Linked DNA regions of Sus scrofa: all the other regions are linked to region 3. The links are chromatin contacts, called in public Hi-C maps. All regions are on one chromosome and are shown on one strand. The core of a region is the stretch at or near the end of the contact, and the rest is flanking DNA. Distances in the headings are between cores, read along the strand shown. Region 1 holds the start of CAVIN4 (muscle-related coiled-coil protein). Region 2 holds the start of ERP44 (endoplasmic reticulum protein 44). Region 3 holds the start of TEX10 (testis-expressed protein 10).

The links. A called contact is a pair of places that touch in the nucleus more often than the background predicts.
Region 1: a contact with region 3 is called in a Hi-C map of fetal skeletal muscle, with 1.7 times the contacts expected there. The contact joins the promoter of CAVIN4 here to the promoter of TEX10 in region 3. A contact is called at or near these places in 1 of 5 promoter capture datasets (liver) and 4 of 47 Hi-C or Micro-C datasets (embryonic fibroblasts and fetal skeletal muscle).
Region 2: a Hi-C map of liver shows a contact between it and region 3, with 8 times the contacts expected there. The contact joins the promoter of ERP44 here to the promoter of TEX10 in region 3. A contact is called at or near these places in 3 of 47 Hi-C or Micro-C datasets (heart right ventricle, liver and skeletal muscle) and 1 of 2 datasets of contacts at active chromatin or transcription factors (alveolar macrophages).

The regions. Positions count from the first base shown.
Region 1 is chr1:242,308,511-242,311,311 of Sscrofa11.1, reverse strand. It overlaps CAVIN4 (muscle-related coiled-coil protein), which reads right to left and starts at 1,295. Exons shown (of 2, transcript XM_021066698.1): 1 at 519-1,295. The coding sequence starts at 926. It overlaps TMEFF1 (tomoregulin-1), which reads right to left. Exons shown (of 10, transcript XM_005660298.3): 10 at 1,434-2,555. The coding sequence ends at 2,471.
Region 2 is chr1:241,895,965-241,898,718 of Sscrofa11.1, reverse strand. It overlaps ERP44 (endoplasmic reticulum protein 44), which reads left to right and starts at 1,287. Exons shown (of 12, transcript NM_001137629.1): 1 at 1,287-1,426. The coding sequence starts at 1,370. It overlaps INVS (inversin), which reads right to left and starts at 1,034. Exons shown (of 17, transcript XM_021066620.1): 1 at 792-1,034.
Region 3 is chr1:242,119,075-242,121,949 of Sscrofa11.1, reverse strand. It overlaps TEX10 (testis-expressed protein 10), which reads left to right and starts at 1,403. Exons shown (of 15, transcript XM_001925941.6): 1 at 1,403-1,600.

The sequences.
Region 1 (2,801 bases), core at 46-2,545, 190 kb before region 3:
TTACCACTATGGCTTACACATTATTATATGTAAAAATTCCAAAAGACAAATCTACATCATGAAAAGTTTACATTTCGTTGTTTAGGGCTTTCCGGGCTCTCCATAATAAAGAACTATAGGTCCTCGGTTTCTTGTTTCATACAACAAAGAGGTGTTTTTAATTAGAGGCTTCTTTGACACCTTCTAGTTCTATCTTCTCAAAGGATACGAGAGAGCATCATGCTAATATGGCTAATACGCCAAAAGAGGCTTACCAATATTAAGTTTCAAAGGCAAGAAATAGACTCAGCTAGACCCACAGTTCACATTTCACGAAATGGTTGAGAAGCTCAAAGCACTGACATGACAGTACACCGGTGAACACAGACATGGTTTTACCCTGAGCTCTCTGATGACACAGAATCCCACCACACACGTATACACAACAGTTACAACGTGACACTGGAAACTGTGACCTCTCGGCAATTGAAGGATGCACATGATGGCAGTAATCAAGCTAAGCTCAGGTGCAAGCTCACCTGGAATATTACCACACGGAATTTGTTCTTCTTTATTATCTCCTCTTGCTTGGCTTCAACTTTTTTCACGTGAGTTTGTTGCTTTTCCACGCGGGCCTTCACGTCTTTAATGTGAGCACTGACCTTTCGGGTTTTCTCAAACAACTTGTTAATGACATAGCTTGTGTTGCCGTGTGACTGTGAAAACTTCAGCAGGTCAATCTGGACGGACTTTATGGCATTTTCCATCTCTCTGTGTCTCTCCTCTATCCTCTTCTGGCTTGCCTGCACACTGTCCACAATGGCAGCCACTTTGTCCAGGACAGTCACAATGGTAAGAGCGGCGTCTTGGTCTTCATCTTCTGTAACATGCGACAGGCGGTTCTGCTGGATTTTATCAGCATTTGAAGCAGACCCATTATGTTCCATTTTATTTGTTTCTCAGTGAAAGACGTTCTTACCAAAATCAATTCTGGCACTAAGAGCAAAAAGTTAGCTTGATAACAGGCAACAGGGTTGTTTAAAGGGTTGGAAACCCCACCCCTGGAGACTGGTCAAGTATCTGTAACTACAAATACCCATACGTGACTCTTCTGCAATATGAACCCTTGCAAAGCACTGGGTGCTGTTCCAACATGCTTACTGACTGACTAAGGGACTCAAATAAGACTGTGTGGGTAGAGAGGAAAGCTTGTTTAAAAGAAAGTTCCCTAAGGCCACCATGTTACTAATATTACGCCTAGAAGCCAAATAACCAAAAAAGCAAACTCTTAGTACTGGGTGAAGTTTTGCCTTTAGACAATTTCCAGCAGTTTTTGTAAAAGCAAATGGGAATTTTGAACTGATATCTACTTTTTCTATTAATTTCACACATTAAATGTACTGATATATTGATATGAAAGAATGCAGTAAATAAACACACCAAAACAGAAGCCATATAGTGAAAACATTATATTATAACATGCTTTTCCAAACCAAATATTAAAATTAATATTTAATTTTGAACATATTTTTTAATTCTACATGCATACTTCTGAATACCTAAACTACATGTTAAACAGCTGAATACATTCTATTCACACTTCAGATCTTTAAACACCAACAATCTATTAATACAGCTATTACTACAGGACAAATTTGGATAGAGGTCTTAGATGATTTTTAAGCTCACTTGAAGAGCACCAATCATTAACAATCATTTTTGCATTTTATTCACAAACACTGATACAATTGGTTTATTTATGTTAAAACAAGTATTTTCTTTAAAAATGAATGTGTATTAAAGTAGTTTAAATGATAGAGTAGGCTTTATTCCAATCTGTTTGTTAATGACTATTTTCACAACATCTAAATCTACTTTTCAGTGATCTGTTCCATCATTGCTACCAGACACTTTTTAAAATTAATTCAGAATTATTTTTCCAAAGAGAGAAATAATCAAATTCCAGCCCATACATCTTATAAATAATTTACATCTAACACACACAGCTTTACAGTTCATGCGATAGGCAGTGTCTAAAAAATCAGTTAATAAATCTCAAAAACATTTAAATGTCTAAACACAGTGTCTTCTAGATTTTTTTTTTTGTAAGAAAAGTAATCTGTAAACATCTTTTACCTTTAGTTCATGCTTGGTCATTTGCTGTGGTCACTGTGGAAGAAGTGGGTATGACTTTATAACCATTTGTGAAGTGGTCCATCTTTGCAAAAATATTACATTCCATGGGTAAAGAGCAAGTCTTAGAATTACCATGTGGTACAAATTTGTGAAATCAATTTCTGTATTTAAAAACATAAAACAAAGACTACTAAACAGTCCAAAACTGCTGTAGCTATATATTCTAAATACGAGCCAACAGTACTACACTAAAAATGTCCAAAAATAAGGCCTCTGAAATAAATATTTCCATTCTTTAAAAAAAGACATAATAAATGTACATCACATGGTCAGTGTACATATAAAAGTCATCGGATTAAACCATTCTGGATGACGTATCTGAAGTAAAATGACCTAAGTTTTGCTTCTGTCTTCGTCCTCTATTGTTTTTAGGGCATTTTCTGTTAAGAAAAAGAAAAAAAGAAAAAGGTCATTTTGCCTAGGATATTTCAAATGTTTCCAGAGGTAACACACACTTCACACAGAAAGCCGTATTACATGTGATCACATGAAAGGGAAAGAGATGCTATTTTATGACAGACCAACAAGTCAGATTGCTATCTGCCCTACAAAGCTGGGAGGCAAGAGGGTTATACATACAGTGCAGGTATGAACACAAACAAAACATTCCCAGGGTCCCCCTGCTG
Region 2 (2,754 bases), core at 38-2,537, 220 kb after region 3:
AGTTATAATGCTTTTTGTAAACTTCTATAGATGAAAATCAAAACCACTTTGTTAATTAAGGAATGCTATAAATGCAAAAGTACCATCATCATCAACTAATTACAAAACAAGCCAGTGTAGTAAATGCTCCAGTAATTCTAACTATAGAAAACTAGTGGTGCTGTAGTCACAAGCAAAGAAGAGTAATTTTGATTAAATCCAAAGTGTTGATTGTTTGGTAAGTTGTCACTGATGGTGACAGTTGAGATGCTATCCAAGTAGAGAAGAGAAGCTTCCATTCAGGCAGCAGGGAAGTTGAAGGAAAGGCAAGGGGTAGGGAGAACCACAGAAGAGCCAAGTACCTCCTGATTACTTGGCAGTGATTGTGTGGCTACCACTTGGGGCATGTGCCTTGGCTGGGTTGGAGAGCTAACCCAGCTCAGGTTAAGTTCCTCAACTACTTGGCTAACGAATTTTGTAATTATTCTGTAAGAGTGATCCACGCATTAGCAGCAATCACTCTCGCACTGAGTTTTCACTTTACAACGTGCTCTTCCAGTCCATCCCATATCTATTCCGTACAGGAGCCAAAGAAACAATTAGGGTTAAGTTATTGACACATTCCACTGAAACCCAGAGAAGTGGTTCTTTTATAATGCAGGAATTAGTGCAGAAAGAAGAGGTAGCAGGCAAGGAGGCTAGTGATGGAGGTTCAGGCCACAACTCAGGCCAAGAGGCCCTTGAGTTTGAGGCAGGGGCCAAGGCGTGGCAGATTGTTTAGTGCCTCCCCAGCGATGCCCCCTCCTACTCACCCTCGCCTCCTCCAGGACTCACTTCCTAGGGGTGGCTCCAGGAGGGACGAGCCCCGCTGGCCCGACCCTCTCACCAGGTCAGGCCACTACATCCGGCTGGGATAGAGCCCACCGTGCTAAAACTAGCGGAATCCCTCAGAAGGCCGTCCCAGTCTCTCGACTGTACAGCCTTCTGGGAATTGTAGTTCTCATCTTCTAAAACACAGGAGTGCACCCGCCCTCCGCCCTTTCTATCCCACAGGTCCCCGCGCGCAGCGGAATCGGTGGACTCGGGCCAAGAGCCTGATGGGAAAAGAGTTCTGGGCGCCCGCTGTCCTGATCCTTGAAAATGGCCCAGGACTACATTTCCCTAGATGCTCCGAGGTGGGCAGGACCCGGAAGTGAGGATGTGAGAGGCCTCTCTGGAAATTGTCCCGGGTGTTCGCCGCTGGAGCTCCGGGTCGAGAGGACGAGGTGCCGCTGCCGGGAGAGTCTTCCGCTACCGCCGGCTCCCGGAGCCCAGCCCTTTCCTAACCCAACCCAACCCTCTCCAGTCCCAGCCGCCAAGGCCCGTCCCTGCCGCGGACCCCGGCTTTACCATGAATCCTGCCGTCTTCCTATCCTTACCCGACCTCAGATGCTCCCTCCTGCTCCTGGTGAGTGAGTGAAGGAATGACAGACCCTTCGACTGACTCACGGACGTCCTCCCCCGCTAGCCAAGAGGCTTACAGCTGCCCCGACTCCTGCTTTCCTATCTTTTCTTCTAGTGGCGAGGAGTGCACCTTCTCCTGCTGCCTTCATTCTCGACATCCGTCTGTCCGCTTCCCAGGCCCGGGGTTCCCAAGGCCTGAGAAACCACTGTCGGAGGTTGGGACCTGTGAACAGGAGAATTAGCCCTGAATGAAGGATCTTTGGGAGGGTGACGGCTAGTAGCGCCCCTTCCCACGGAGTTCGGAGGTTGTTTTGGTCTAAAGGGCTCGTGGACTTCGTGGTAGCCTAAGTCCAAAAGGACGGGGGATAGACCTACTGCTCCCTCCCACCCCCTCCTTTTGGGAAAAATGTGAGGCCGACAGGTGCTGGGGTCGTGTGAATCTCTCTAGAGCCCTGAAACGGTGCCCGGTTTGGCGGAGCCCTCTGTTGTGGCTTGATACGATTGGTTGGGAACCCGGAACTGGAAACTGGTCTGGTGTCCACCGGGGGAGTAAAGGTTTGAAGGGTGGAGGCTTTGATTACCAGAAAGCCTCAGCTCAGGGCCTCACTCACGTCTTGTTTCACTGCCCCCCACCTGAAATATAAGCACATTTGTTCTTTAGTGCTCCTGATTTGTGAATGACCTGGTCTTCTGTATACATACGCACTTACTCTTTAACTCTCTCACCGGCTCAGTACCATCCCATCTTGTAAAGGAATCTTCCCCTGGTCCTTCTTCCTCCAAAGTACATCTTTGTGCAACCTAAGTAATCCAAGCTGCAGGTCACATTGAGGCAAAAGTGAAAGACTAACTCCATATGATAAAATGATATACCTTTAATTGTTGTTATAATACAATACTTGAAAATACTTTAATCAGTTTATTTTTTAAAAGCTGAATTTAAGGTGAACATTAAGTCATAATCACTCTTTATATTGTGAGAAACATAATTGACATATAGCTGGTTACTGGCAGAACTGGAATTTGAAGCAGGTCTATGGACTCTCAGTGCTTATTCTACCATATTATGTTAAATTTTTAATATTTGCGTTTGAAATAATTTCTCTCTCTCTATACCTTCTCTTCTTGTTTCCCCTTCTCTTCTCTGTGCTTCCTCTTTCTTTGTGATTTCCAAATCATATGCAAAAGCCATACACAGTACTTGAACCTTTTCAGAGAAAGTATTATAAAAAACTAAAGTGGATGTCATAGTTCTTCCTAGAACTAAAAGTTGAATATGAACATGGTAGTGCTAAATGATAAAAGTGTCTTATTGTCACTTAAAACTAAAAG
Region 3 (2,875 bases), core at 154-2,653:
GAGCCACAACGGGAACTCCCTACACAGTATTTTATAGTAGGAAAAAGATGTACTTGCCTACCAATATTTAAAGATCAGATTTCTTTTTATTTTAAAAAAGTGGAAGCAGGCAGACATATTTAGAGGCTTTTTAGTGATCATGAGTTGGCTTGGACCATGATGGTACCAAGAGAGTTGTATTAAGTGGTGGAAGTCAGGATATATTTGAAGGTACATCAAATCTCCTGATGGCTTAGATGTGAGGTAGGAAAGAAGGAAAGAAGCCAGGCCAAAACTCCAAAGGTTTTGGCTTCAGTAACTGGAAGGGATGGAGTTGGAATTTGAGGTGAAGAAGCTGTAGGAAGAGTAGTTTTCAGGGGAAAATCAGGAGTTTCATTTTGGACATGTTGACCTTGAGATGTAGAGCAGATGTGTGTCCAAAGAAAATATTGAGTGTCAGACCTGAGTCTGCACTTCAGGGGTATCTGAACTCCTCTTCTGACTCATAACTTTCAATGCCATGTAACACTGATAATTCCCAAATGTTTATGCTGGATTCAAGGCCAATTATGGTTGTATAGCTGAACTGCCAGGGAAGGGAGAGGTGGTTATTTGGGTCTGACTTTTTGTCTCTGATCATAGACTAGGAATAAGAGTGGTCTTAGTCCCAGTGCTTGGGTCTCCCCCCACCTCAGAAATCATTACTCTGAATCTCTACCCGGCAAACTGAGGCTCATTTCCTGTCAACTTTACTAAGTTTTATACTTTGGTAAACTGTAGAGAAAAATTTAAATCAAATTCTAAAATCTACACCAGGGGCTTCTTCCTCCATGCCACCAGACAGTCTTTGGCAGGGCTGTCTTTCAAAAGCCTATTCCCTTTGCTTTCTCATCCCCTTCCCAGGCATTTAAATTTCTCCCTTAACTTCCCTGGGTCCACTTAATTTCAGTATCAGGAATCTTAGTGCTGAGAAACTGAAATATTAGGTAAAATCTTCAACTAAGACTTTCAGGCTCCAGCTACTAGGTGTATTTTCCTCTCAGTCAACTAATTCTTAATTGCTCCATCCAGGTTAAAGTTCCCAGGAATTCCATGGTCCTTTCAACCTTAAACTTTTCACTTTCTCGATTCAGTTCAACTTAGACTCTTTGAATGTGGCTCCAGGTCTGAAGGACAGTGGTCTAGCATGGGGAGAAAGGCATGCTCCCTACTAGCTGTAGCTGGGGCAACGCCCCCCGAAAGGCAGGCCCAGGAAGTTCAGAGCTAGACTTAGAACCAAGCTTTGTCCTTGGATCCTGAGCCCTCCTCCCTCGGCTTCCCGGAGAGTGGGGGGCTTCCGGCGCTTTCCCCCTCCTCCCGGGGGCGGGGCCTGCCGCTCCCGCGCCCGCCTCTCCGGCTGCGCGCGGCTGCGGGCCGCGATCACGTGAGCGCGGCGCGGCGGGGGAGGGGCCCTGATTTCCGGGCGGCGGAAGGAGACGCGGCCGCGTGAGGACGAGGCGATTTGAAAACACGCTCCGGGAGCAAGAGGCTGTGGCCGGTGGCGCACGCTGTCGCCCCGTCGGCTTCTCCTCGAACGTTCTTTCCCTCTGCCTCCGCGCCCCGGTCCCGGCCGGGCTCTCAGGTGAGCCGCCGCCAGCCGTCGGGCCGGGCCCTCCTGGGGAGCCGGACGGCGCGCGGGGCTGTCGCCCCCCCGGTCTGCGGCCCAGGCGGGCAGGGCTGGCTGGGGCTAATCTGCGCCCCAAGGGGCCGGGCCGGGGCACCCCTGCAGAGCCGGGCCTGGGTGCGGAGCGGGGCTTTGCGGGGGCGGGGCGCCCCGCGGGCTTTTGGAGCGCCTCAAGTGACTGGGCGGGTTCGCGCGGTTTCGGGTCTCCGAGACTTTTAGGCCGGTGTACGTTGATTGGGCCCCACTTCCCCAACTGTGGTTATGACTGCCGTTCACGGGGGAAGGAACGGTAGTTCCCTAAAATCTCAGGGTCTTCACTTCTGGGATGCGGGACCAAAGTCTTGGGGTGGGGATGAGCAGTCGTCTCCTAATCGGTCCTCTTCTAACGTGTGGACAGGGTTAAGCGCTCTGTACGGAGCAGATTCGGACCGTGGGCCTTCTCGAGTCGCTCCACTCATGGGTATTTGTTTTTTGGGGAAGTATGGTGCCTCCAATTGGCCCCCTAGGTAGAGAATTTGGAGGAACTCAGCGTAAAGTGCTGGAGAGGAAATTACCAAAGGCCAAGTACAGTGTCCTTTCTTTTTTAGAGGGGGGAAAGAAGTTGGATATTAGGGGAGGGTAATGAGGTGGCAGATAGGCTAGCTGGAATTCGGTTCGGTTGAAATCCTCATACACTAGAATCTCCCTTTTGTTGAAATTAGAAGATCTGCAGTTGGAGTATATGAAATTCAGTTTTAAAACTTTTGAGGCTCACCTGGTCCAGTGATGTGAGAGTTCAGCCCCTGAGTCTGGAGTTCTTGTCTTCTGTTCAGTGCAGGCTACTGTAAAAGTGGCTTAGTCGGACCATTTGGTTTGCTATACTAAGAAAATCTTTATTTTATTTATTTATTTATTTATTTTTAGAAAATCTTTATTTTAGATGAAAATAACAGAAGTTGCTGGTAGAACTTTAAGAGTTTCTGGTATAAAAATGTCCTGTGTGTACCATAAAAATAATCTCACCAACTTTAAAGTAAAGGAAGGGCGATCAGCCCTCTAATTTTCCTGACAGAGTGAGAACAGAAGAGTGATTAATACAAAGTAATGGATAATATGGCATAAACTGACAGTAAACTTTGTTGGACACCAATCAGATAGTTAGTGGCGAAAGATAGCAGAGAAGATTGGGAGGTTGGAAGATTCATTGAGTCCATTTTTCTGAATGTCTTGTACCATTTCTTTTCATCTCTGGTA